3 separate regions of the Mus musculus genome follow, and all the other regions are linked to region 3. Evidence: chromatin contacts called from public HiCAR-type and promoter capture Hi-C data. All regions are on one chromosome and are shown on one strand. Each heading gives the region's core, a stretch centred on a gene start, on an enhancer-like site or on the middle of the called end of the contact. The rest is flanking DNA. Distances are from core to core; before and after follow the strand shown. Region 1 holds the start of E130114P18Rik (RIKEN cDNA E130114P18 gene). Region 2 overlaps Gm12694 (a long non-coding RNA gene). Region 3 holds the start of Cyp2j6 (cytochrome P450, family 2, subfamily j, polypeptide 6).

Region 1 (4,543 bases), core at 1,900-4,399, 1.0 Mb before region 3:
GGGTGACATAAGACCAACCTTTATTCTCTTGTCCTGATCTACCGTCTAATTCCCTGACTTGCATCTATCTCATAATATAAGCCCATCTGGAGCACGCAGACTTGCTGTCACAAGAAGAAAGAACCCATTCTTGTCTGGAGGCTAGGGAATCCCAAAGTGGCCTTGGGAATCCTGTTAGATTAACTCATTCACTTGTTTTGAGTTACTTCTCTATTTGATACGAGTGCTGGCATATCTGAGCCAAACTCAGAGAGAGGAACAGCATAAGGGCTACCAGTGTCTAGTTCTAACTTCCAAATTAGCGCCTCTTGCCTTTTCCTTTGTAGCTTCCCATTCTTTACTCCACTTCACAGGACTATCCTGGGATGATGGTCTTAATGTGAACTTTCATGCCTCCGTTATAAGCCCCCCTTTGGTTTGGGACTACCCCACTTAAATGTGTCCACTTATAACTCCCAGCTGCAGATTCTCTTCTCACTATACTCACATGTGCACACAGGAAATACTCACCGATACATTTGCACGCTCGTGGGAGTTCACAGGCTGCCACACACCCTCGCTGTATGTATGTAAGCACCCAGAAAGAACAATGAATTGTAAAAACTGTCCCGTTGCGTTTGCAATCTAGAGTGAGTTACTGAGTGCTGATAAGTAAAGGAAGTATAACCAGACAGCTTAATCCTCCAATTTCCTGTCTTCTAATCAGCCCCTGATTCTCTTGGTTTTAAATTAGAAACACTCCTGACAATATTCAGGACAGGTGAAGGAAACTCAACTAGAAAATAAGGAAGGACAAAGCATTTATTTCACTGTCTAAAGTTCACAGGAGAAATATGACCGTAACAACAGGAAATCAAGATTTTTTAGAACGATAGCAGAAGAGCAGAGGCTAGCTGAAGCAGCCAATCACATTTCTGAATGAAGCACATTTGGATCATAATTAGATTTAAGGAGAAAAAAAAAAAAAGGAACCACTCTAATGTATTTGCTGCTCTCTAAGAACAGCGAATTGTATTTGAAAAGCAGGACTGACCTCAAAGAAAACGATAAGGATACATTCTTAATGTATGTGGAAGAAAATAAAAAAGTCAACCCTACCACCTCATTTGGATTTTTCTTAGAATCTATTACTGAGAGAAAAAGAATGTTTTGAGGGCATAGAAACATCTGAGGTTGGTGGATATTCTTAGAAATGATATGGTTACATACAATGGTGGGTTGTAGTTAAAGTTGTTCATTTAATAATTAGCTCAGATCAGGCCAGTTTGCTGTATAAAGATATTTTAGAAGAGCATAAAAATGCATTAAATTCAAGGTCTATACATAGGTATTCCATGGACTTTCTAAAATTAGCCCAGTTACTGAGACTACCTTACACTTTATTATTTCCTGGTTCTCTTCGTTTTTGAATCTTTTCATTTATTACCATTTAAGCAATTTCCAATATTTCAGTCATTATGTTGAAAGGCTAGTGCCAATTCCTAGAAAAATCTTCACTAGGCAGTACCTTCAAAGGCACGCAGAAAACAGTCATTTGGAAAAGTTGCTCAGTTGACAATCATTTAAAAGTTGAAATGGGAAATGTGGCTCACAACATGAATTCAAGCAAGCACAGGCAAGAGGTTTCCATGAACCTGGAGCTTCGAGCCATTGTGGAAGTAGACTGCACATTGATGGCTTCTAATTGGTAAGCAGAATAAAGCAGGTTTCACAGAAACATGTTTTTACATGCATATTTAGAAAATAGATATTTATACTGCAAGGCATACCAGATCCTTCTTGCCCAAGCATGTTACTGTTAAAACAAGTTTGAGTTGTAAACAATTGGGTTAAACAACAATTATTGACTGAAAAATAATGTATTAATTTCTAAAAAGAAAAATTTGTCACAAAATAAGTGGTTGGGAATTTGACCTGAGTAACAGCTGGTTGCAGCATCACCCAGGACTTTTTTTTTTTTTTTTTGCTTTAGACATCATAAATCTTAAATTTGAATGATAGAAGAAAGACACGTGTATTTTTGAAATTCACAGACAAATTTTCCCATAATCAACCCTGTCCCCTTGTCGCTAACTTAGTGTGACCAGGAGAAGAATTATTCTGCCTTCGTTTTGAAGCTGTATGGGGAGAATGGAGGTGTTCTAAGAGAGGAGAGTCCCTTCTGGAGCATACGTATGCGTTTGAGGCATTTCAGATTCATTTGGAGCGAAGAAAAATTTTGCAAGTACTCTCTTTAGTTTTCTGTCGGAAAGTTTCAACTAGAGATGTCACAACACAGTGAGATGAAGTTGATACGCAATATCTATTTCTTGATTTACATGATTAAAGCATTAGAGAAGTGGCTCAGATATCAAAAGATTTCTCATAAGTGGCCGTGCCAAAGGTAATTACTGTTAGAATGTGCATGCTTGAACCCAGTTGCCTGTCAACCTCTCAGTTGTTTACAACTTGGTGGCTTTGAATAAAAGTTTTCATTACACGCTGGGGTAGCCCATGCACCTTCTTCTTTTTTTTTTTTTTTTCACCACTTTCATATAAAAACTATCTTTCTAATTTCTTATCTCCAATAGCCTTCGGGAAAGTGTTAACTTTTAATTTTAAGAAGTGATGCTGGAGATGTCCCATGTCAGTATTTTTCATCATAAAATAGCTGTTTTTTTTTTTTAAAGTGGAAGTAGTCTTTTAAAGACAATGCTAAAACTTATACCCATAAGAAATGTTGGTTACGTCATGCAAATGCTTTCCAGCTAGTTATTAGAAAGGGCACAAAACTCCACTGTAAGCCAGGGCAGTTATGGGGGGAGGGGAGGAAAAGGAAGGGGGAGAGGGCTTGTTATTCTTAATCTTTTATTGACTGGTTTCTTTTATCCTAGTGTGTCCTTATTATTTAGAAAAAAAAAATTAAAAAGTGACCCAGAGCTCCACCCATTTGCACCTAAATCCTGGAATAGGTGATGACCTCGTACAACCTGGCTCAGCACATGCCCCCAAACTAAAACAAACAAACTCATTTGCCATACAAATTGTTTACGATTCATTAAAAAGCAAAATTGCATATCCCGGAGCTGGCAGCTGAGGCCGAGTCTCCATGGGCGGAGGGGGCATTCACTGAGTTGCCTTTGTATGCCGGGAGGACCAAGCCGGAGGTTCCCACTATGAGCCTGGAGTCTGAGCAGCCAGATGACACAGGAGGTAATTTTTAAAGCTTTATTTGCCTTTAATGTGAAATTCAGATCTTGAACTGTCTTTTGCTAGAGGAACGATGTAAACCAGGAGTTTTCTTTTCCTTTTTTTTCACTTTGGAAAAATTGTTTGGGCTAGTAAGGTGGCGATCTTGTGGGTGAAGGAGTGAGGGCTATTCAAGGAGAGAGAACTAAAGAAATAAAATGTAAAATTTGTATTCTTTTCATTAGTTGTTTCATCCTTCAGAAAAGCTTTTCCTTAGTTTGCCACCAAAACTGGAAAATTTACATCAGAATTATTTGTAACTGGTAGGTCTAAAATTCTATGGTGTGCAATTGCCCTTAAGGGAACTAAAATTTTGATTTATTTCCTGTGGTATTTCCTACATCTTCTCTAAAGAGCTTGTAGATTTCTCACCCCTTATTCAAAGCAAAAATCAAGAGGCACTGAAGTCCCGAGAAACTTCTTTTCAGTATGCAGCCTAAACAGCAGCGTGTGAGCTTTCTGTATTGTTTATCTTGAGTCAAATGCATTGCTAAGTGTTCCCACCACTTTTATACACTATATTCCCTGTGGTAAAACATCTGCAAAATAATTTTAGATGAAGAGCAACTTCCAAGTAAACTTTACAGAAAAGAAATTACAGTTTTCCAAACTAGGAAAGAGAGAGAGAGAAAGAACGCGCTTGCTCTAGAGAAGCCTTTGGTGATATTTGCAAGAAATAAAAAAGATGACAGGATTTACCATTAACAGTCTATAAAATCTAGGACCGCCTAAGTACAGTAAGGGAAAAGAATGTTTTTCCCGAGAGCAGGTCCCCCCCCCCTTTTTTTCAAGCTTACAACTTAGCGTAGAAAATAATTGCCAATCTAATCAGTAAATTCATTTGTAGTGCTTAACAAGCTGTGTGAATCGAAGCAATATGACCATCTCATACAAGCAAACCTTGTTCTTGCTGGCAGAAAGTCTAATGGGAAAATAAATGCCTTGAATACGCTCAGGGTCGTAAGAGATAGAGGACTGCGAATCTCATTAGCCAAAAGCGCTCTGTGATACTGTTCTGTAGCCACTGGTAAAGTTTCAGACGTCTAGGTAAGAAATTACGAGAGAAAATAGACAAGTACACACATACCCACAACTACTTTTACTCAAGTCCTTGGAATGGACATACTGAGTCCCAGGCAGCAGCCGAATAGAATCCTGCAGTAGCTCACTTTTAAAAGTCTCAGTCTTCCGAATTCCTACGCCTTGCCAAAAGGATAGCACCATTTGTCCAGGAAGGGAGAGTGCTTTTTTCTGTAGATCGTACAGTGAACCATGCCCTGTTTTGAAATCCCAGTCCTCAGACTCCCCCTACAAC
Region 2 (4,610 bases), core at 190-2,689, 1.6 Mb after region 3:
AAACAGCAGACTTCGCTCTTCAGACAACTTTCCTAAAGTCCTTTCAGGGTTCCTCAGTGTGACCCACTGCACCAACACCTCCATAGAGTGTACTAGCACATAAAATGATTAAAGTAAGCCTAGGATACAGTCAATGATTAGTAAGCAGTATCTGTAATCGTACCTCGAAGAACACCACCTGCACTTCACAAGGTATATGTCCTTCCTCCACACCATACACAGAATGCCTTCACCTATTCTGCTTGTGAAATAATAGTAAATTCACGAAACGGGTCTCTGGCATTTTAAGAGTTCTACATTTTCATTCCAATCTTATTTGTGCCATCCTAAGCTACTTCCCAGAGAGTTGGGATTCTTTCTGGATGTGTTCTTTCTGTGCCCGTGCCTTTGGGAAAAGCACACACTGGGCTGTACCATGGACGAGGCGAGATGTGCTTCATACTTCATTCCTCAGGACCCTTTTCAAAGCTGAGAGGATTTATCAAACACCCATCATTAGACAGTGGAAGGTCAAGGACTGGGGCACGGTATTTCTTACCCTTGGCATTACATTCTGGGCACATATCACAGAACCAAGGCAAATGTGCATGTGCAGTAAATGGACAGGAATGTTCTCAAGGAAGAATGAGAGATCTGCCTGACACCAGGCATTCACTGAGTCTCCATACCTGAGGGCAAGAAGGCTGGAGCCAGTTCTCTGCTTACTGGCTCCCGGATTTCTAATGGGTTCTTTAGCTGTTTAATTATGCTCAAATTTGAATCAGTTAAGTAGAAACTGGGATAGAATATCTCTTACAGCAGTCACCTTTACCCAAGAATCTAATTTTATTTAGTGACATTAGATCGCAGCCCCAAAATATTAAGTAGAAAAGTCTACAAAGTCATGTTTTAAGAGTATTTATAGTATTTTTATATTTGTTCTATCTTATTAGTAGTATCACTAATCTCTCTGTATACCTAATTTATAGGAACATACACAGAGGAACATAATGTATAGGAAGAAACATAGCACACACAGGGTCCAGTACTGCCTGTGGTAATGGGTATCCAGAAGGGTTCTGGGATCAGGTATCATGCTTGTTTTGAGATTGAGATAAAATAGCATGTGTGGATTATTTTGCATACAATAAGTGAATAAAAGAAACCATTCCTGAAGAAGTAAGTCTCAGATGCCCTTGGAGAGCACTGTTGAGGAAAGTGAGGAAGTTGTCCCTCCAGAAGATGCTGATCTGAGCCTCTGATCCCTGAGAACCATGAATCTGTTGCTAGTGAGCAGCAAGGCCCTCTTCCAGCTTTAGCGACCTCAGAGCTGATGAAGAGATGATCATTTCCTCCCAGAGTTGTTTTGTTCTCTTTCCAAGACTTAGAGCAACTGCTGGCTCAATAGGAAGCTCTCTGAAGCTGAGTCAACCTTCACTCATCCTAAGAGGTGACTCACACACCAGTGTGTGGTCCACAAATGCTATGGGGGTGGTACCTCTCCAGAGGCTGCTGATGGCCCTGTCTGAGTTGTTTGTGATCACAAACTCCTCATCAGCAGACAGGAGAACAGATGCTCTAATTAAGTTCTCATACCATCGTGTCCCGTCTGTACTCCTACAGAAGCAGAGAGGCAGCCACGGGCTTTATGGAAACATGAACTTGGGAGAAAGGGGGGGGGGGCATTTCTCCCATTCTCTGACCTTCTTTTGAAGTCTGGCTACGAGTCAGAATGAGATGTGGAAGACCTGAAAACTTGTATTAATCATGTTGTGGTAAAGAGAATATGATCATATGACAGGGAATTTTGGAAGTTGGGGCAATTTCAGGGAGGCAATCTTGTATTGCCTCAAGCTTCACATCACGATAACATTTTATGAAGGTTTAAAAATGATTAACTTATTGTTTTTCTGCTTCTGCCAATATACAAATACTTTATGGGCACTAGACCTTATTCCTCACTTTTACTAGGTTTGCCCTGTGAAGTCTGGCACAAGCCATGTAGTAAAAAAGTTGAGTCTGAATCTGAGTCTTAATTTTCTTTCAAAAAACCACAAGGATGCTCTAACCCTGGATAATGTACTCAAATCGGGGTCTGAGGCCAGAGGTGGTCTGTAGTTGTCAGCATCTTGTTATCAGTGACCTGCAGAAAGTGACCATTGGGAGCTTCCATAACAGCCGCCTTTTGCCAGAAATTTTTTTTGTATTTTTATGAGTATTAATTAGTAGTAGCATTTTTAAGATTTAATTAAAATGTCATCACAGTCTGAGAACCATTAATGCTGTCATCCCATACAGATGTGCTCCAGCCTGTAATTATTAAAGTGCATGTTGTTTTATTTTAATACCTTCCTCAGGTTTTTCTTTTATTATCATATTTCAGCCTCATTTGTGTCACATGATCTCCATTTTGTTATTCTTATTCATTTTTCAGTGCTGAGCACACAGGACCCTAGAGCCTGTGCATGTGAGCCAAGGACTCTACAAAATGCTGTGAACAGACAGACTCAGCCCTAGGATTTAGTGGACATGCTATGAGTTTCAATCAGAATCGCAGAAGCACAGTCCTGGGAAATCCCATCCTCCCACTGTGTGGCAGGTCCCTTGCTCTGCTCTGGTTCTACAGTGAGAACACTCCCAGCATGAGCCTCTCATTGAAAGCAGCTTCCCCCATCTAGTGAGGTGCTGTGGTTTGAATGAGGAGAGTCCCCACAGTCTGGTGCCACAGGACCTTTGAGAAGTGAGTCCCTGGAGGCAGTCCTTGAGGCTTTATGACATGGCCCTGCTTCCTGGTCTTTCTTTGCTTCCTGAGTGTGTGTGCAATATGACCAGCAGCCTCCTACTCCTGCCACCATGTTTTTTCTGCCTTCTGCCATGTCCTCTCCAACATCATGGGCACATCATCATGTGGAACAGGAAGCCAAAGGAAGTCCCTTTTATGTTAAATTGCTTAAGCTAGGGCACTTCATCAAATCAATAAACAATGGACCGGGTCATAGGCAGCTTGCTAAATACTAGCTCAGAGCATATATTGGACTAGTAAGGTTGTAAAAACTATTTTCCAAGTTTACTAGTTCATAGGCATTTACAGAACCGAATTTTATATTCTGTAAGTGAAAATTATGTAATTTTGAGTAGTTGTGTAGTTCACAGAAAGAAACCAGGACTTTTGAATCAGAAATAAATGGGCTTGAATTTTTTAAGCTATTGACTAGCAAGTCAAGGCTTGAGGGAAGCAAAAATTTCTTCACCTAAGATGGAGATAATAACATCTCCCCTGAGTTCTTCTGAGAACCACATGATATTTAAAATATGCATGTAAGATCAAACTTCCAAAGACAATGAGCTGCTCTTCTCTGCTCTTCTGTTTCCGTGATGGAAGTTCTGTTATGGAAATTAAACATGCTACTCTCTTCACTTCCTCTCATGGAGAGAAGGAAGCTAGTCCTCCTCTTCCACCCTACACGAGTCAGAGACTTTCTTGACCAACCAAATGGAACAGAAGTCATGCTTGGGGAATGGCAGAGCTAAGTCATAAGAAATACTACTGTTTTCATCTGGGTCTCTAGGGAAATCAGCTGCAGGGGAAGGCAGCCGCTGTGTAAAGGACTGACTACTCTTAGTACTTTATGTGTGAAAATAGAGAAGCCAGTGGGAGGACGATGCCAGCCATGCAAAGCAGCAGTCATCCCAGACTCCTCCACTAGGTGGTAAGCATGAGGGAGACATCTTCAGAAGATGCCAGAGCCAAATGCCATCTCTACAACTTCTGCAGGAAAGGCCCTGAGGACTTCCCAGCTAAACAGCAGTGTGGAGGGGTATATGTTTAAACTAAATATTTTATATTTAGCCGAACCAAAATTTTAGTCTAATTTATTGAATTCTGTTTATTTGTTCACTTAGTATTTTTTTTTTAGATTATAAATTTCCAATTTGTTTCATTTTGGTCATTGTATTGCTTCTAATTTTTTTTTCTACATAGGCCATAGAGGGATAATAGAAAGCCTATTAGGAGAAAGATATTGCATTTTCTTCCCATGGTGATGATTTTAATTAATTCAAATTTCTTAAAACATAGTGGCTAAAATATACAACATGTCAAGGTGTATATACATGTGTAATTTTTTTTTAAACAGTAGTATGTACCCAGAACACTCGCTATAGGAAAAATGTTGGCCCTTTAACATAGTTTTTCCTAGAGGCAAGTGTTACAGCACTACCTCTGATAGCCCTGAACTGTCCAGAACAAGGATTGCTGTTCCCACACAGATAGATACCCTCCTTTGCCATTGTGCTACATGAGAATATGTGTCTACCTCTCCTTCAGGAGGCAAGTGGCTGTCCTCAGGAAGGGCAGCTTGCCACAGTGATCTTGCCTGGGACTGGATTATTTATGCCCAGGGAAACCAATTTTGCCTCGGATCAATGGTACATTCTCAATTCAACTCTGATATTTTCATCTTCTTCTCTTTGGTTCAGTTGGTTCAGAACCAGCCAACTGTTGGGCACACTGGGGCAGGTGCCGCAAGGAGCCCCTGGGCACCCTTAGACCTCTCAAATACAATGGCAGAATCAGTTACAGGCTCCAACTTTCCTTATGTTCTTGCTCATATGTAACTCTTGCCCATATT
Region 3 (4,201 bases), core at 1,602-4,101:
AAATAAATTAAATTGATAGATAGATAGATAGATAGATAGATAGATAGATACATACATACATACATACATACATACATACATACATACATTCATACATTGTAGGGAAATTTAATCTAAACACACAGTTACTCTGGCAAGGGATTCCATCCAAAGAACTTCTAGGGTGTGTGATCTGGCTGGAATGACACATCTTTATTCTGGCTAGAATACAAACAATGAAGGTAAAGTTAGTTTGTAGGAGGAAGCAGTCAAGTTTGAAAATAACTCCTAATTGAGGGTCAGACAAGTAATGAGTCAGAGAAAGATTTGACAGAATGAGTCGGAGAAAGGTTACACCCAATTCTTATAAGAACAGCCAGGAAAGAGAGGCCACTTTAGAGCCTAAGAGAGCAATGCGTGCACACGTATTCACACATACACACACACACACACACACACACACACACACACACACACACACACATAGAGGGGGGGAGGGTGAGGGAGAGACAGAATGGAAGAATGGAAGAATGGGAGAATGGAAGAATGGGAGAATGGGAAAATGAGAGAATGGGAGAATAGGAGAATGGAAGAATGGGAGAATGGGAGAATGGGAGAATGTGGGGAGGGGGCAAGCAGCAGTAACATTAAAACATTGCCATAGTTAGTATGAGGCCAATCAGAGAAATTCAGCCAGAGCCATTTTCAGTCAGTCATTTAGAAAGGAGCTTGGGCCAGAACAGCTGAGGTGAAACAGCCAGGCAGAGTTTAGAAGCAGTGAGGAGTCTAGAGTAACATTCTGGGAAGCCCAATATACCTTATTATTGATGGTCGTATATTTGATAAGCAATTTATATTCCTTACAAGAGATTTTAGTGCAGTTACATTTCCAACAAATGTAGTAACATACTAAGACGTTTGGTATACTTTTTGGAGAGAAGAGGTATTTCTTCATTTCTCCCCATAAGGGTGACATACAACACTCAGGTGATTAAACCCAGTAACTGGTATGTGAGGCTTAGCACTAGTCTCACGGACATTCCTGACTTAAAAATTATATGAAAAATTATTTAAGAATATTATGTTGCCAAAAGTTAGGTTCTGTACATACTTGAAGACACTTATTGCCACATAAATAGCAATAAGCATATGCTTGAAAAAAGATGTTGAATATTTCCTTATTTAAAAATGTGTTTGTAAACACCCAAATTTATGTATCATACTTACAAAGTGCCTCACCACTTAAGCTTCCAGCTTCTCTATTCCTTTCAACAAAATTTAGCTGTATGAAGACAGTGTGGTACTTGATGCAAAATGCATTGCAAACCAATTTTCTGAGAAGATATATTTTTTCTGAGTTAGATAAAATGAATGAATTCTGTCATTTACTGTGATTTTACATGCCTGTTTGTTTATAAATATAGGAGGAATTTCCCAAGCAAAAATAAAAGAAAACATTACAACAAAAAGAATGAGGTAGAAAGTGTGAATTTGTTCAGCAGTAAGCCTGCAAGATGACAATTAAATCTGGCAAACAAGTTACTTTTATGCCAGGCTGTGGTGGCACATGCCTTTAATCCCAGCACTTGGGAGGCAGAGGCAGGCAGATTTCTAAGTTCGAGGCCAGCCTGGTCAACAGAGTGAGTTCCAGGACAGCCAGGGTACACAGAGAAACCCTGTCTTGAAAAAACAAACAAACAAACAAACAAACAAACAAACAGTTACTTTTACAATAAATAGCCCTGTTATAGGTCTCTAAGTTAAGTCCCCAGAACCACAATAATAAAAATAGTAATAACAATGATCAGGACAAAAGTGTTTTTCCAACAAGTGTTCATTAAACATTCCTGGGCGCACGAAGCACAGCTCTGTTAAAACAAAGTGATCTGTTGCAAGGAGGTGACGATGTTGCCTGCCACTCTGTTACTAGGATTAGCTTGGTTTCTCAGGTACATTGCAGTCACTGGGAAAGTTTGCTTATAGAACAGGCTCCCAGATGTCCGTGATGCTTTCTGGGGTTCATGCAAATCACAAACCTTACCACCACAATTGTCTCCTCAGAGGGAAAGACTTATTGACTGAAAAACAATCTATCTTAGACTGCCTTTTAGTATTACTATTAGTGTTGTTGTTGTTGCTGCTGCTGCTGCTGCTGCTGCTGCTGCTGCTGCTGCTGCTGCTGCTGCTGGAGTTTTTTGTGACAGTGTCTCACTAAGTAGTTCTACCTGTCCTGAAACTCATTATGTAAACCAGGTTGGCCTTGAACTAACAGAGATTTGCATCCCTCTGCCTACAGAGTGCTGGGATTAAAGGTGTGTGCCACCACTCCCTGCTCAATTATTATTTTAAATTTTTATTACAATATAATTACACCCTTTCACCCTCTTCCCTTTCTTCCCTCCAATCCTGCCCTTGTCTCCCCACTTACTTCCTCTCAAATTGATGGCCTCTTTAATTGATTATATATACATATATATCACATGAATATAAATGTATATGGGTTCAGGGCTGGACACTTAGTATTGAAAAACAGAAGGCTCCTGTCTGGGGAAGACTAAATCTCCCTTTCAGTAGCCTTTAGTTGCCTGTAATAATTTTTCTAGGGTGGGGACCCCTTGAGATTTCCTGGTTTCACTTTTTACTATCTACTGGTGCCTTTTAAAACTGTATTTTCTACATGTTCTTGTGGGAACTCAGTGCCAAGGACCTAGCCACTATAGAAGCAGTCTGGGCATCTGCAGGGCAGAGCAAAGCATGGCAGGGCATGGGAGGGAAGTTTGGGAAGGAATGGGTAAAAGCTCTAAGGGGCGGAGAGAAGAGCTCTGTGCACGTGATCAGGGGTTCTCCTGTTCTCCGGTTCCAGCAGATTGGAAACTACTCTCAGAAGCTTTGTCACTTCCTGCGAGAGCCCAGCTCCAGGGAGGAAACCAGAGGAGCAAAGGGGAGTGGACAGAAAGGGATAGGGAGGGACTGAGGGGACCGGTTTTAGAAGGGTGCCCTTGTTGTTAGCACCTGGGACTTGCCGCAGCTCAGACCTTCATTCCTCAGACGAACCAGCTGCAGTCCTAGCCATGCTCGCTGCTACCGGCTCCTTGTTAGCCACGATCTGGGCAGCGCTCCATCCCAGGACTCTGTTGGTGGCTGCAGTCACCTTCCTGCTTCTGGCTGATTACTTCAAAAACCGGCGCCCCAAGAACTATCCCCCAGGGCCTTGGGGTCTGCCTTTCGTGGGCAACATATTCCAGTTGGACTTTGGGCAGCCCCACCTCTCAATCCAGCCGGTAGGAAGGGGTGCGGGTGTCTTGCTTTGTCTGTCCTGACTTAATCCTGAGCTACAGGAACAGGGGACTTACTGAGACTAGAACAGAAGACCAGGTTCAAAGACTGGTGATCACAACCTGATATCCAGAACTCAGAACCTGTGTGAGTCCTCCTTTAAGATATAAGCTGTTCGATTTTCAAATAGTTGGAGATTTTTATTTACTCTTGTATGAAGGGCTTTGCTCTCATTGTTATTCTGTTAGGGTCAGAGAACTCCCTGTATGTGATTTTAAGTCTTTAAACCATGGCATATTAACGGAATGATAATAAATCTAGATAAATAATCCCTTTCAATTTCAGAAATGGGTACAGAAGTGGTACCTCATCTTAGTTTGTTAAAGCGCTTGTAAAGAAAACAAAATGTGTTTTTCTCTTGATTGGAGTTTTCTACAAGTAATCAGTTTTCTTATTGATCTTTGTTTGTCCTGTAAGTCCTTGCTGAATGTTCACCTACTAACTTTTTCAACCCCTGGGAAAGGTGTCTCCAGCTCCACAGGAAGTCTGCATGTTTTTCCACTCCATTCTGGAAGCTCTCCTGCTTGAATTGGAAAGACTGTTATGTGCACATAGTGTGCATGAAAGACTGAAATAGTGTCCTTTCGGTATATGACCATCTTCCCACATAATATTTCTCTTTATCTATAGTTATTTTCTCTGCTTAGATAGTTAATACTCCAGCCATGTTTGATTATCCCTGTCACTTCCCACTACTAGTGATGTCTGACTCTTTCTGATTGTTACTATTTAAAGGCATACACCCATATTTTTTTCATATTTACTTTAACCTATTTATTTTTCTCTTTTTCCTTCCCTGTGTGTTTTTTGGACACTTTCTGAGTAGTTGCATTTTTATACCCATTCAGTCTTTCTTTTTCTTTCTCTTTTATTGGATATTTTCTTT

The links. Promoter capture Hi-C pulls out the DNA fragments that hold promoters and counts their contacts. HiCAR-type assays count read pairs that join an accessible place to other places.
Region 1: a HiCAR-type map of astrocytes shows a contact between it and region 3, with 2.5 times the contacts expected there. The contact joins the promoter of E130114P18Rik here to the promoter of Cyp2j6 in region 3. A contact is called at or near these places in 1 of 39 promoter capture datasets (the 3T3-L1 cell line) and 1 of 115 datasets of contacts at active chromatin or transcription factors (astrocytes).
Region 2: a promoter capture Hi-C map of the 3T3-L1 cell line shows a contact between it and region 3, with 9 times the contacts expected there. The contact joins the enhancer-like site here to the promoter of Cyp2j6 in region 3. A contact is called at or near these places in 8 of 39 promoter capture datasets (the 3T3-L1 cell line, 3T3-L1-derived adipocytes, cranial neural crest and 4 more) and 1 of 115 datasets of contacts at active chromatin or transcription factors (large pre-B cells).

The regions. Positions count from the first base shown.
Region 1 is chr4:97,583,197-97,587,739 of GRCm38.p6, reverse strand. E130114P18Rik (RIKEN cDNA E130114P18 gene) reads left to right here and starts at 3,149. Exons shown (of 3, transcript NR_015513.2): 1 at 3,149-3,192. It also overlaps a transcript of Nfia not described here.
Region 2 is chr4:94,998,415-95,003,024 of GRCm38.p6, reverse strand. All of the region lies in intron 2 of Gm12694 (a long non-coding RNA gene), which reads right to left. Among named protein-coding and RNA genes, the nearest start is that of Gm12694, 22 kb to the right of the region's middle. Within about 2 kb of position 1,439, at least 67 of the 459 cell types and tissues checked have an H3K27ac peak or open chromatin away from gene starts, as enhancers often do.
Region 3 is chr4:96,552,301-96,556,501 of GRCm38.p6, reverse strand. It overlaps Cyp2j6 (cytochrome P450, family 2, subfamily j, polypeptide 6), which reads left to right and starts at 2,851. Exons shown (of 9, transcript NM_010008.4): 1 at 2,851-3,260. The coding sequence starts at 3,051.